2 separate regions of the Mus musculus genome follow, and region 1 is linked to region 2. The links are chromatin contacts, called in public promoter capture Hi-C maps. All regions are on one chromosome and are shown on one strand. Each heading gives the region's core, a stretch centred on a gene start, on an enhancer-like site or on the middle of the called end of the contact. The rest is flanking DNA. Distances are from core to core; before and after follow the strand shown.

Region 1 (5,339 bases), core at 2,794-5,293, 190 kb after region 2:
GGGGCTGGGGTCACAGCTCAGCTGGTGGACACTCCCTAGCATAGGGCCCTAGGCTGCAACCCAAGTGCTGGCAATTACCAATCAAAAACAAACAAACAAACAAACAAACAACAATAAAACTGCACCAGGAAGAGAGGATTTTTGGCTGGTAAAGGCACTTGCCACCAAGCCCGATAACCTGAATTCTATCCCTGACACCTACACAACCAAGGAGCAAGGAGAACAAAAAACCCTAACCTGTCTGACTGCCACACAAGCCCTGGGACACCCAGAGGCAGGCACACACACACACACACACACACACACACACACACACACACGCACACACACTAATAACTATATTTTTTTTTTCAGAATATGAAAATTTATTACTGTGTTTCCATTGTCAAATTTTATGATCTTGGCCTTTCTTTCTTGCCTTTGTATAGAGCCAACAGAGAAACATTGGCTACTTTAACCACCTTAAAGCGGACTCCAGGAATATCACCTACAGCATGACCTTTTCGACGAAATCCAGCAACCAGAACTTCATCATTTTCCTCAATGAAGTTCAGGCAGCCATCATTGGGCACGAACGCTGTGATCTTCTTCCCGTTCTTAATGAGCTGCACCCTGACGCACTTCCTGATGGCAGAATTTGGCTGTTTGGCCTCAACCCCTACTTTTTCCAGCACAATTCCCTTTGCATGAGAGGCACCCCCAAACGGATTGGCCTTCAGGGCTGTGCCCAAGTGGGCTTTCTTGTACTGTTTGTCATGCCACTTCTGATCCCGTCGGTGACTGCGGAGCTTCCGGGCAGTTCGGAGACCACGACACTTGCCCATCTTGCCGGCGCCACGGGCCCCTAATAACTATATTTTAAAGATGACCTGGCCTTGATCTGTTCCTCAGCATCTCCCCCCAGCCCCCACCTCCTTGTCTGGGAGGGAGACACAGGTAGCTGAGAGCTGAATCTGATCCTGAGCCAGCTGCAGCCACTGAGTAATGCTGCATGGTGCAAGGGGCTGGGTCAACAGAAGAGAAATGTGTGAATCTGAGCATGAAGGTCCCCTCCAGGGGCTTCCCTTCTGCAAACTTACAGAGTAACTTCTGCACGGTCCTCTGCCTAAGAGACACTGGGAGGCACTGATAAAATACTCTCACCAGCCACAGCAGCTGCCATAGTGAACACTGACCAAGCTGTGTCTTGTGCCACATCAGACAATCAAGTCACCTCTCAACAACCTAGTCCCAAAAGTACTGGGGGTTTCAGGCTAGCAAGATGGCTCAGCAGAGAAAGGTGCTTGCCAGCAAGTCTAACAATCTGAGATTGACCCCCAGGGCCCATGCTGTTCTCTGACCTCCACATAGGTGCCCCCCACACACACACCAATAAGAAAATAAATATAACTTTAAAACAAGTAATGGAGTTGAAAACCCACTGCATGACACCACAGGCAAGCAACTTCTATGTGATTTCAGGCACAGATATGTAAGTGGACAAACACCTTTTTCTTTTTTCTTTTTCTTAAATAAAAAAAGAAACAGAAGTTCAGAGAACCTGAATTATTCTTCCACACCAGCTGTCCTGGTCAGGGCTGGGCCTCAAACTCAACCATGACTTAACAGAGTTGGGCTCCTGGCTGGCAAGATTGCCCAGTGGGTAGAGGTACCTATTTCAGAAGACCCGATGAAGTGTTCAGGTGACAAGGATGATGTTTTGTGGTGGTTCTCTGACCTCCATCCACATGTTGTGGTGCATGCCCACGCTTACATACACAGGCAATGATAAAAAATCAAAATTAAAAAGCTCAGGAAGCCAGCCTTTCTAATCTAATTATCTCGGCCTTGTGAGGGGCTGGGACAGAGGTCCCAACTCCCAAATCTTTTCTTTCTCAGGCCCCAGGTCCCTGGGGGTGTGCAGGTGTCAGAGGCAGCTGGCCAGCCACACAGGGAGGAGAGCGGTAAGAGAGACTACTAGAAAGTGAGAAAGACAGGACTGTGCAGAAGCAACTGATGGACAGCTGTCACAGGAGACCCACACCCGGAACAGGCTGGTCTGGGAAGGCAATGGAGTGGGGGGAGGGGCTGCACCTACTTAGTGCCAAGATCAGTAGGAGGGCAGGGCATTTCCCACCACCACCACATATACACTCACACACACACACTCACACACACTCACATACACACACACTCACATACACTCACATACACTGTCTCTGTCTTCTCTCTCTCTGCATCTTTGCATCTCTGTTTCTGTCTTTCCCCCCTCTCCTTTTCTCTCTTTCTCTCTTTCTCTCTTTCTCTCTCTCTCTCTCTCTCTCTCTCTCTCTCTCTCTCTCTCTCTCTCTCTCTCTCAGAAAGTCCTAGATCTTAATTAACCCTCTCCCTCATCCCCATTTTCCCCAAACCAGACCAGGTCTATCAATTCTGTCCTGTGGTGGGTGAAGCTGCCCAAAGCCAGGACTTGGAGAGCCTTCCCAGGTCTGATAATCCACCTTCCTCATTTGCCCAGTAGGAATGGCCCTAGTCCTTCAGGCCTGTGGGCATGCGGAAGGGAGGAGAAAAGGGGTGGCTTCAATAAGAGAAGGCCTGCCCTCCCAGATTGCCACCCCAGGACAGCTAGTGAGTGAACCATTTATATCCACCTGAATCCTCAGGAAAATGTGGCAGTTTTTGTAGCTGCCAAGGGCCGGGCAGTGGTGCCACATGCCTTTAATCCCAGCATTTGGGAGGCAGAGGCAAGTAGATTTCTGAGTTTGAGGCCAGCCTGATCTACAGAGTCAATTCCAGGACAGTCAGGGTTACACAGGGAAACCCTGTCTGGAAAAACCAAAATAAATAAATAAATAATAAAAAAAATAAAATCATAGCTGCCAGCCTTTTTCTAAGATCCATCTAGTCAACAGAGGGGAGTCCCTTAGGTTCTGCCTCACCTCACTCAAGCCACCTGTAACACAGGCCCCCAAACAGTGAGTGTTCCAACCCAGTTCTGTAGATAAATAGATTTGTATTATGGAGCTGGGAATGCTGAACCTGAAAACACACACACACACAAAAGACTGTTTATACCAAAAAAAAAAAAAAAAAGTATGCACCTACACATCATTAGTCACACACAGAAAGCCCCATGCACACAACCACACCCGCAAACACACAGATCCTCTCAGACCCTTACCTACATCTAGTCAGAGGCTTTCTTCAACAAATACTGCAGATATCAAAGGTACACATCAGGACATTTGCAATCCACCTAGTAACCCTACAGAGCTAATCTCACATACACAGCTTTTCTCCTGCCTAAATACACCCACTTGGTATCTCTGCCATCTTCCTGCCCTGACAGAGTCAACAATTACACCCTTATATGATAGATGTGTTTAGACTCACATCATTCTTTCTCCCCCCGCTCTTTCTCTTCCTTCATTTCCAATCTTAGAACACAGAAGGTTGTACAACACAATTCTTTGATTTTACTTATTTATCTCATGTATCCCAGGATCACCTTGAACTTACAAAAATTCTCTTCTTCCCACTTCCCAAGTGCCATGATTCTAGGCATGTACCTACCACCATCCCTAGCTTATTTGGTGCTTGGGATGGAGGAGAAGGTTTTGTACATACCAGATAAGGACTCTGTCAACTAGGGCACAACCCTAGCCACTTAATACAAACCATTGTACCACAACAGGTTTGAAACAGTCACCTTCACAAACAGATGACATCACAAATCTAGATACCTATAGACAGAGATGTTCACAGGTACTCTCAAGCAAGTGGATACAAACACATTCATTTTCTTTTTAAACTAGGACAGAGTCTTGCTGTGTAGCCCTGGTTGGCCTAGAACTTACTGTATAGTAATAGCCACAAACTCCATATGCATATGTGAACTCCACCTGCATATGTGTGGGATCAAAAGCCTACATGGACATCCATGACAAAGGGTCCCTAAGCCTCTCCAGGGTCCGGGAGTGAGCAGGAACACACGCGCGCGCGCGCACACACACACACACACACACACACACACACACACACACACACGAGAACGCATACAGGGACATGCGTTCTTCTGCAGCCCTTCCCTCATCCGCCATCACTGCCGCCCTTTGCAGCAGGAGGACCTATGGAAGCTTTAATGTCAGTGGGGACCCATGTGGACCCAGGAGCCAGAGAGAACTGAGTCCAATCTGGGGGCGGGGCGCACCTGGGTTCCGCCTTGGGGCGGGGTCGACGCCGCGTCGCCAGCGCGCTCGACCGCACCTGGTTCAGCGGCGCCTCAGCAGCTTTATTAGTAACAGCAGCAGCCGCGGCGGCAACCCGATTCGGGGTGGCGGAGGCTCGGCAGCAGCGCAGCGCAGCGCAGCGCACGCAGCCCAGCCCATCAGAGCGCGCGGACCCGGGCGGCCGTAACCCCGGCGTCGCCATGGTGGAAGCGGCGCCCGCAGGGTCCGGGCCACTGCGGAGGACTTTCCTGGTCCCCGAGATCAAGTCTTTGGACCAGTACGATTTCTCTCGAGCCAAGGCGGCGGCGAGTCTGGCGTGGGTGCTGCGGGCCGCATTCGGGGGAGCAGGTAACCCGAGGGCCTTTGGGGAGGGGACCGGGGGAGCCAGGCTGGGGCGCGGCAGGTGCGGGGGGCGGGGCGCCAAGCCGGGGCCGTGGGAACAATAGCTTCGGGGCTGCCTAGGGTCCCCGAGCTTTTGGTCTTTGCTAAGCTGGGCCTCCAAGCTTCCTGCTCGGACGGGGCCCTTGGACTTTGCCCGCCCGGGTCGCTGGAACGCAGTCGGGGGTGGGGCCCGCCAAGAGGCTGTGCGCCTTGGGACCCCGGGATCAGAGCCCCCAGGTGAGCAGGGGTGGGGTCTGCAGACCAATTTTGTGTGTGGTGGGGGAAGGGTCTCCTGGTAGTCCTCTGCTTCCCGCCTCCCACCCCACTCCTCAGACCCCAGGGCCTAACTGCATGGCCAACTCCCCTTTCACACACATCAGAAGCCTGTGATGGTTCCTCCTACCCCCACCTTCCCTATCTACCCTCACAACGTGTACGCGGTGGCTTGGACCCCGCAAGGAGCGTTTTAAGAGATCAGAGCTACAGCTCAGTGACTGGGACACAAACCCTGCCTTGCCGGTGGCCAGCGTGTGTGTGTGTGTGTGTGTGTGTGTGTGTGTGTGTGTGTGTGGTGTGTCTGGGACCACTCTTTCGTCTCGATGGCCCCGTAAAGGCTGGCAGTTGTGACTTATTGCCACATTTTCCTGAGGATTCAGGTAGGCATAAATGGCTCATTCACCAGCTGTTCTAGGGTGGCAGCTCGGGCGGCCAGGCCTTCTCTTATTGAAGCCACCCCTTTTCTCCTCCCTTCCG
Region 2 (5,233 bases), core at 2-2,501:
ACTGACTATGGAGACTAGCCATACTGGTGAGCCCTTGCTTCTACTGGGAGCCTCTGCCTCAGTGAATAATGTGGAAGACTAATTGTGTGTGATTCCCAATGGCAATCCCAGGCCTCCAAATGCTTGCTTGAACATGACACACACACCCCTTGTACTGACACCCATACACATATGTGTATCCACATGCATGGAAAACATGAACACACATTCACACACACCCATTCACACATGTGAAAACGGGAAAGGACAAGACTCTATCTTTAAAGACAAAGGTGGGGGGAAGAAAATGTCCCTCCCATCAACCCCCCTCCCAGGTTGCACCCTGACCTTGATACACGCCGGATATGTTAAAATATATTCAAGCTCACACCATTTTAGTTGTAAAAAGGATGCTAACGGAGGCCTTTGCAAAGTTCTGGAATTTTCCTGCCATAGGAATTAGCTACTGATTTACATTTAAAAAATTTTAGTGCATTTTTACTTATTTTGTATGGCAGGAAGGCTTGTGTGGAGGTCAGATGACAACTTGCATGGCTCAATTCTCAACTTCCACCATATGGGGCCTGGGCCTGGGCCTGGGCCTGGGCCTGGGGATCGAACTTAAGTGGCCAGGCTTGGCAGCAATCCTCTTTACTCACTGAGCCATCTTGCTAGCCCCATTTACTTACATGAATACTTGGCATTCTTCTTTTTATGTTAGAAGCTTCTTTAAAAATTTTTAATTCTCTTTTTTTTTTTTTTTTTTTTTGGTTTTTCGAGACAGTTTCTCTGTGTAACCCTGGCTGTCCTGGAACTTACTCTGTGGACCAGGCTGGCTTCGAACTCAGAAATCCGCCTGCCTCTGCCTCCCAAGTGCTGGGATTAAAGGTTTAATATTCATCTTAATTTTATGTGCGTGAGTGTTTTTTTCTTGGTGTGCGTGTAATGGACCATATTTGTGCCTGGTGCCTGTGGAGGTCAGAAGGCATTGGCTACCCTGGAACTGGAATTGTGGACAGTTGTGTGCCTCCATGCCCATGCTGGTAATTGAGCCCAGGTCCTCTGCATGCACAGCCAGTGTTTTTAGCCTCTAAGCTGTTGTAGCCTCCTTAGGCTTGTGGGGAAGTTAAGGTGCTCAGAGAACAAAATGCCTGCTCCCAGTTTGCAGGCTTAGCACTCTGGCGCTCAGGATGATTGCCCATAGTTAATTCCCTCTGCATTTCCCTCACTCTAATCTCTTCTGCTGTCAAGCATAATAATAATGGGTGTTCCCTCACCTCCCACTGATCCCTGCCTGGTGGAATTGGCCCTCCCTTCCAGAACAAGCTAATTAGATACAGTAGAGGGACCAGCAAACTTCTCTGCAAAGTGGCCTGCACAAGCTCAAACCAGCCAACGTCTCAGTGAGGACAGGGAAGGGCTCATGAAGTGCTACCCCTAACTGAGAAGTCACTGACAGTTGGAAGGAGAGTTGGGGTTCTTCACAGATGTGGTCCCTGAAAGGCTACCCGTGCTCCTGTCACCAGGTACATACATATCAGCAACAGTGAGTGTGCACCACAAGTTTGGGGTTTTTTGTTTGTTTTGTTTTGTTTTTAATTTTTGTTTTTTGTTTTTTAAAGAGCACAGGAAATTGGGAGGAGAATGTGGTGCAGGGGATAGAGGAGTTGGAATAGAGAAAGGAGAAAATGAAGACGTGACCTTGTTCCAATAAGACTTCATTTACAAATTAAAACTGTCTGACCCATGAATCATTGTTGGTCAGTGTTTGTGGTAAGGGTGAATGCGAATGAGGTTGGGGTGTGTTTGTGTGCATGCTTGTGCCCGTCTCCACCTCCCCAAAGCTGGGATGATAGGAGCATACTCCCATAGCCTGGCTTTTTTACATGAAGTCCTCATGCTTGCCCAGCAAGCACTTTACTACCCCAGCCGTCTCCCTACCCCTTAGATTTGGCCTTTCTACAGTTCTGTCTCTAGGCTGTGTGGCGCTGTAAAAGTTGAGGTGTGAAGGCCACAAATGAGATAGAGGGTGTACTGGCTAGTTTTGTGTCAACTTGACACAACTGGAGTTATCATAGAGAAAGGAGCTTCAGTTGAGGAAATGCCTCCATGAGATCCAGCTATAAGGCATTTTCTCAATTAGTGATCAAGGGGGGGGGGGTGTCCCCTTGTGGGTGGGACCATCTCTGAGCTGGTAGTCTTGGTTCTATAAGAGAGCAGGCTGAGCGAGCCAGGGGAAGCAAGCCAGCAAGGAACATCCCTCCATGGCCTCTGCATCAGCTCCTGCTTTCTGACCTGCTTGAGTTCCAGTCCTGACTTCCTTTAGTGATGAACAGCAATGTGGAAATGTAAGCTGGATAAGCCCTTTCCTCCCATGTGCTTCTTGGTCATGATGTTTGTGCAGGAATAGAAACCCTGACTAAGACAGGGGACAGCTGACTTAGTGTCTCAGAATCTGGGTGATGGTGTGGACCCACTCTTCCTGCATGGGGTCCAGGGCATGGGTTAACAGAGAGTTCAGGGGCTGGGTGTGGTGGTGCACGCCTTTAATCCTAGCACTTGGGAGGCAGAGGCAGGTGGATTTCTGAGTCAGCCAGCCTGGTCTACAGAGTGAGTTCCAGGACAGCCAGGGCTACACAGAGAAACCCTGTCTCAAAAAAACAAAAAACAAAAACACCAGAGTTCAGGGACTACCAGGTTATTGATTTATGGGTAGGGCCATATGTGGAGGTTAAAGGACATTTTGGGAGAGTCAGTTCTCTCCTTCCACCGTGTCAATCCTGGGAACCAAACTCAGTTTATAGGACATGGCAGCAATTCCCTTTATCTGACGAGCCATCTTGCCAACCTTCCATCCGAGGCTAAAAACAATAAGACCTTCTAGTTATTCTACTCCCTACGTCCTCGTCGGAAAGATTCACTTACCTTGGGCAAGTTCAGACCAGAGCGTCCCTCCCGCAGCAGATCTTTCTGGGATTCCCCTACCCTGACTCCATTTGGTGTATTTTTCCAGAATGCAGTGGGTCAAAACACTCATTTCCAAAGTCATTAAGAAAAGAGATCCTCCCCCCACCCCCCAGGAGGAGGGCATTCTGTGTACAAGGTTTGGTTCCTGCCCAGGGCAGGTTGCTTTTCTATTCACTGAAAGAAAAAAGTACTGAGCTCTTCAAGTATTCGCCCTCCTTCTGGCCACCTCTGCTGACACACATTCTTTATTTCACCAATAAAGCTTGGCTCTGTCCCTCTGTTTTAAGAGTTATTTTTATTTTCACACGTGACTATTTCCCTGAACGATGTCTATACACTGCATACATGTATCAGCAATGGAGGCCAGAAGAGGGAATCGGGTTCCTGAGGCTGGAGATACAGGCAGCTGCGAACCACAAGGTGTGAGTGCAGAGAACTGAATCTGGGTCTTCTGCAAGGACAGCCAGTGCTCTTGACCGTCCCACCTCTTTTCCGTAGAGGGGTGGGTGGGGCTTGGAGCTTTTTGATATGCAGTCACTGTCACTGAACATGTCTATCTTCTGTAACGGGCTGCTTTCATTATTTCCAGACTCTAACCTTGATTTTATCTAAGAATACTTTTATTACATTTATTCATTTATTAATTGAGTGACCATCAGAGGGCAACTTATGAGGGTCATTGTCTCCTTCCACCATGTTGATCCTGAAGATGGAGCTCAGGTTGCTGGGCTTGCAGGCAGCACCTTTACTGGTTGGCCATCTTACCACCCAGTTTTGATGTCTGAGTGACCAACTGAGTCAACATAACATTTTTAAAAAGATTGAAACCCAGTATAATGTAAAAGAGAAACCCATGTTAGTGTTCACCCATCATCCCGGCTCTCTGCAGGTAGAGGCAGGAGGATCAGTTCATGGTCATCCTCAGCTACATAGTGAGTTTAAGGCCAGCCTGGGGTAGGTGAGCCTCTGTCTTGGAAACAAATGAAAACAAAACACAAAAGGTACCTGCAACTCAGGCTCATCCCTGGGCTATGTAAGAGAATTCGGGGCCAGCCTGGGCTTACATAGGTACTGGCTTTAAAAATATAAATAAATAAAAACTCAGAAGAAAAGCAGCTATACTTCTGGGGATGCCTACCTGAAGTGGGGGAGTTGTTTTGCTAGGACCTCCATAGTTCAAAATCTAGGTTGCCTGTTTGCTTTGTTTCAGAGGTTTATTTCTTTTCACTTTTTTACGTGTGTGAGTATTGTTTGCCTGCAAATACGAATGTGTACCAGAACAGGGTGTCAGGTTCCCTGGACGGGGAGTTACAGAAAGTTGTGAGCCACCTTATAGGCACTGGGAACCAAGGCCTGATCCCCTGCAGGAATAGTATGAACTCCTAGCCACTGGGCCATTGCCCCAGCCCCTGGTTTTAAGTTGTTTTACACTAACTCGTTAAGTATGAGAGTGGTGAAGGTGAGAGAGAAAATGCATGCACATACATGGCACTTGTGTGAAAGTCAGAGGACAACACAGGGAAGTTCTCTTCCACCATGTAGGTTCTGGGGATCAGCAGCAGGCGCCTTTACCTGTTAGCCACTCCACTGGCCCAGCATCTGGCTTTGATTTGGCCAGAAGCATGTAAAATTCATGTGGGCCTTTCAGTAGGTAGGGCAGGTATGTTGAGGCAGAGTCTTTAGCATACCCTTGAACTCTCAGTATATAGCCCAAGCTGACCCATGAGACTCAGCCTTCTATGTGCTAGGATAACATCCATGCACCTAGCTCCAAGTATATGAAGTCCCTCCACCGAATTCCAGAAAACAGTGTGACATTGCAACTTGAAGTGGTCTTATTCTACAGGACAAGTAATTTCACTGTGCAGCTCTGGTAACAGTGAGGTGACTTGCCTCAGGCTTTATCTCCTCAGTCCCCTTCATCATGAGCTCATTCCTCTGGGGTCATACATGGATATCCCTCTCCAAGAACACATATAAAGGCCATTTCTTCTGGCCAGTGACTTGGTTGGTCTGTCTGTCTGTCTATGTCTCTCTGCCACTGAACCGGGAGTTGTTTGTTGTAGCCTGCAAGCCTCGGTGCTCCTTCTGGTGTTAGAGGTGCGCGTGACCACTGTCCACATCCAGCTTTTATGTGTAATGGAGATTTGAATTCAGGTCTTCATACCTGCACAGCGAATGCAGTGACCACTGAGACATCTCCCCAGCTCCTTACTGGTGGCTCTAACGGGTGATGGTCATAGTTCGTCAACTTAGACCATCCACTCCACCACCGTGTAGCATCCAC

Evidence for each region. Promoter capture Hi-C pulls out the DNA fragments that hold promoters and counts their contacts.
Region 1: a promoter capture Hi-C map of embryonic stem cells shows a contact between it and region 2, with 7 read pairs. The contact joins the promoter of Camsap3 here to the enhancer-like site in region 2. A contact is called at or near these places in 1 of 39 promoter capture datasets (embryonic stem cells), 3 of 484 Hi-C or Micro-C datasets (embryonic stem cells and nephron progenitors), 4 of 115 datasets of contacts at active chromatin or transcription factors (embryonic stem cells and stem cell-derived neural progenitor cells) and 2 of 9 other capture datasets (adipose tissue and pancreatic islet).

Annotation. Positions count from the first base shown.
Region 1 is chr8:3,583,407-3,588,745 of GRCm38.p6, forward strand. Camsap3 (calmodulin regulated spectrin-associated protein family, member 3) reads left to right here and starts at 4,044. Exons shown (of 17, transcript NM_027171.3): 1 at 4,044-4,553. The coding sequence starts at 4,406. Rps23rg1 (ribosomal protein S23, retrogene 1) reads left to right here. Exons shown (of 6, transcript NM_001024728.2): 6 at 429-1,370. The coding sequence ends at 848. It also overlaps the pseudogene Rps23-ps2.
Region 2 is chr8:3,399,505-3,404,737 of GRCm38.p6, forward strand. The region is part of intron 10 of Arhgef18 (rho/rac guanine nucleotide exchange factor (GEF) 18); the gene reads left to right. Among named protein-coding and RNA genes, the nearest start is that of Gm46029, 25 kb to the right of the region's middle. Within about 2 kb of position 1,252, at least 10 of the 459 cell types and tissues checked have an H3K27ac peak or open chromatin away from gene starts, as enhancers often do. A contact at or near this core is called in embryonic stem cells, where this site is marked.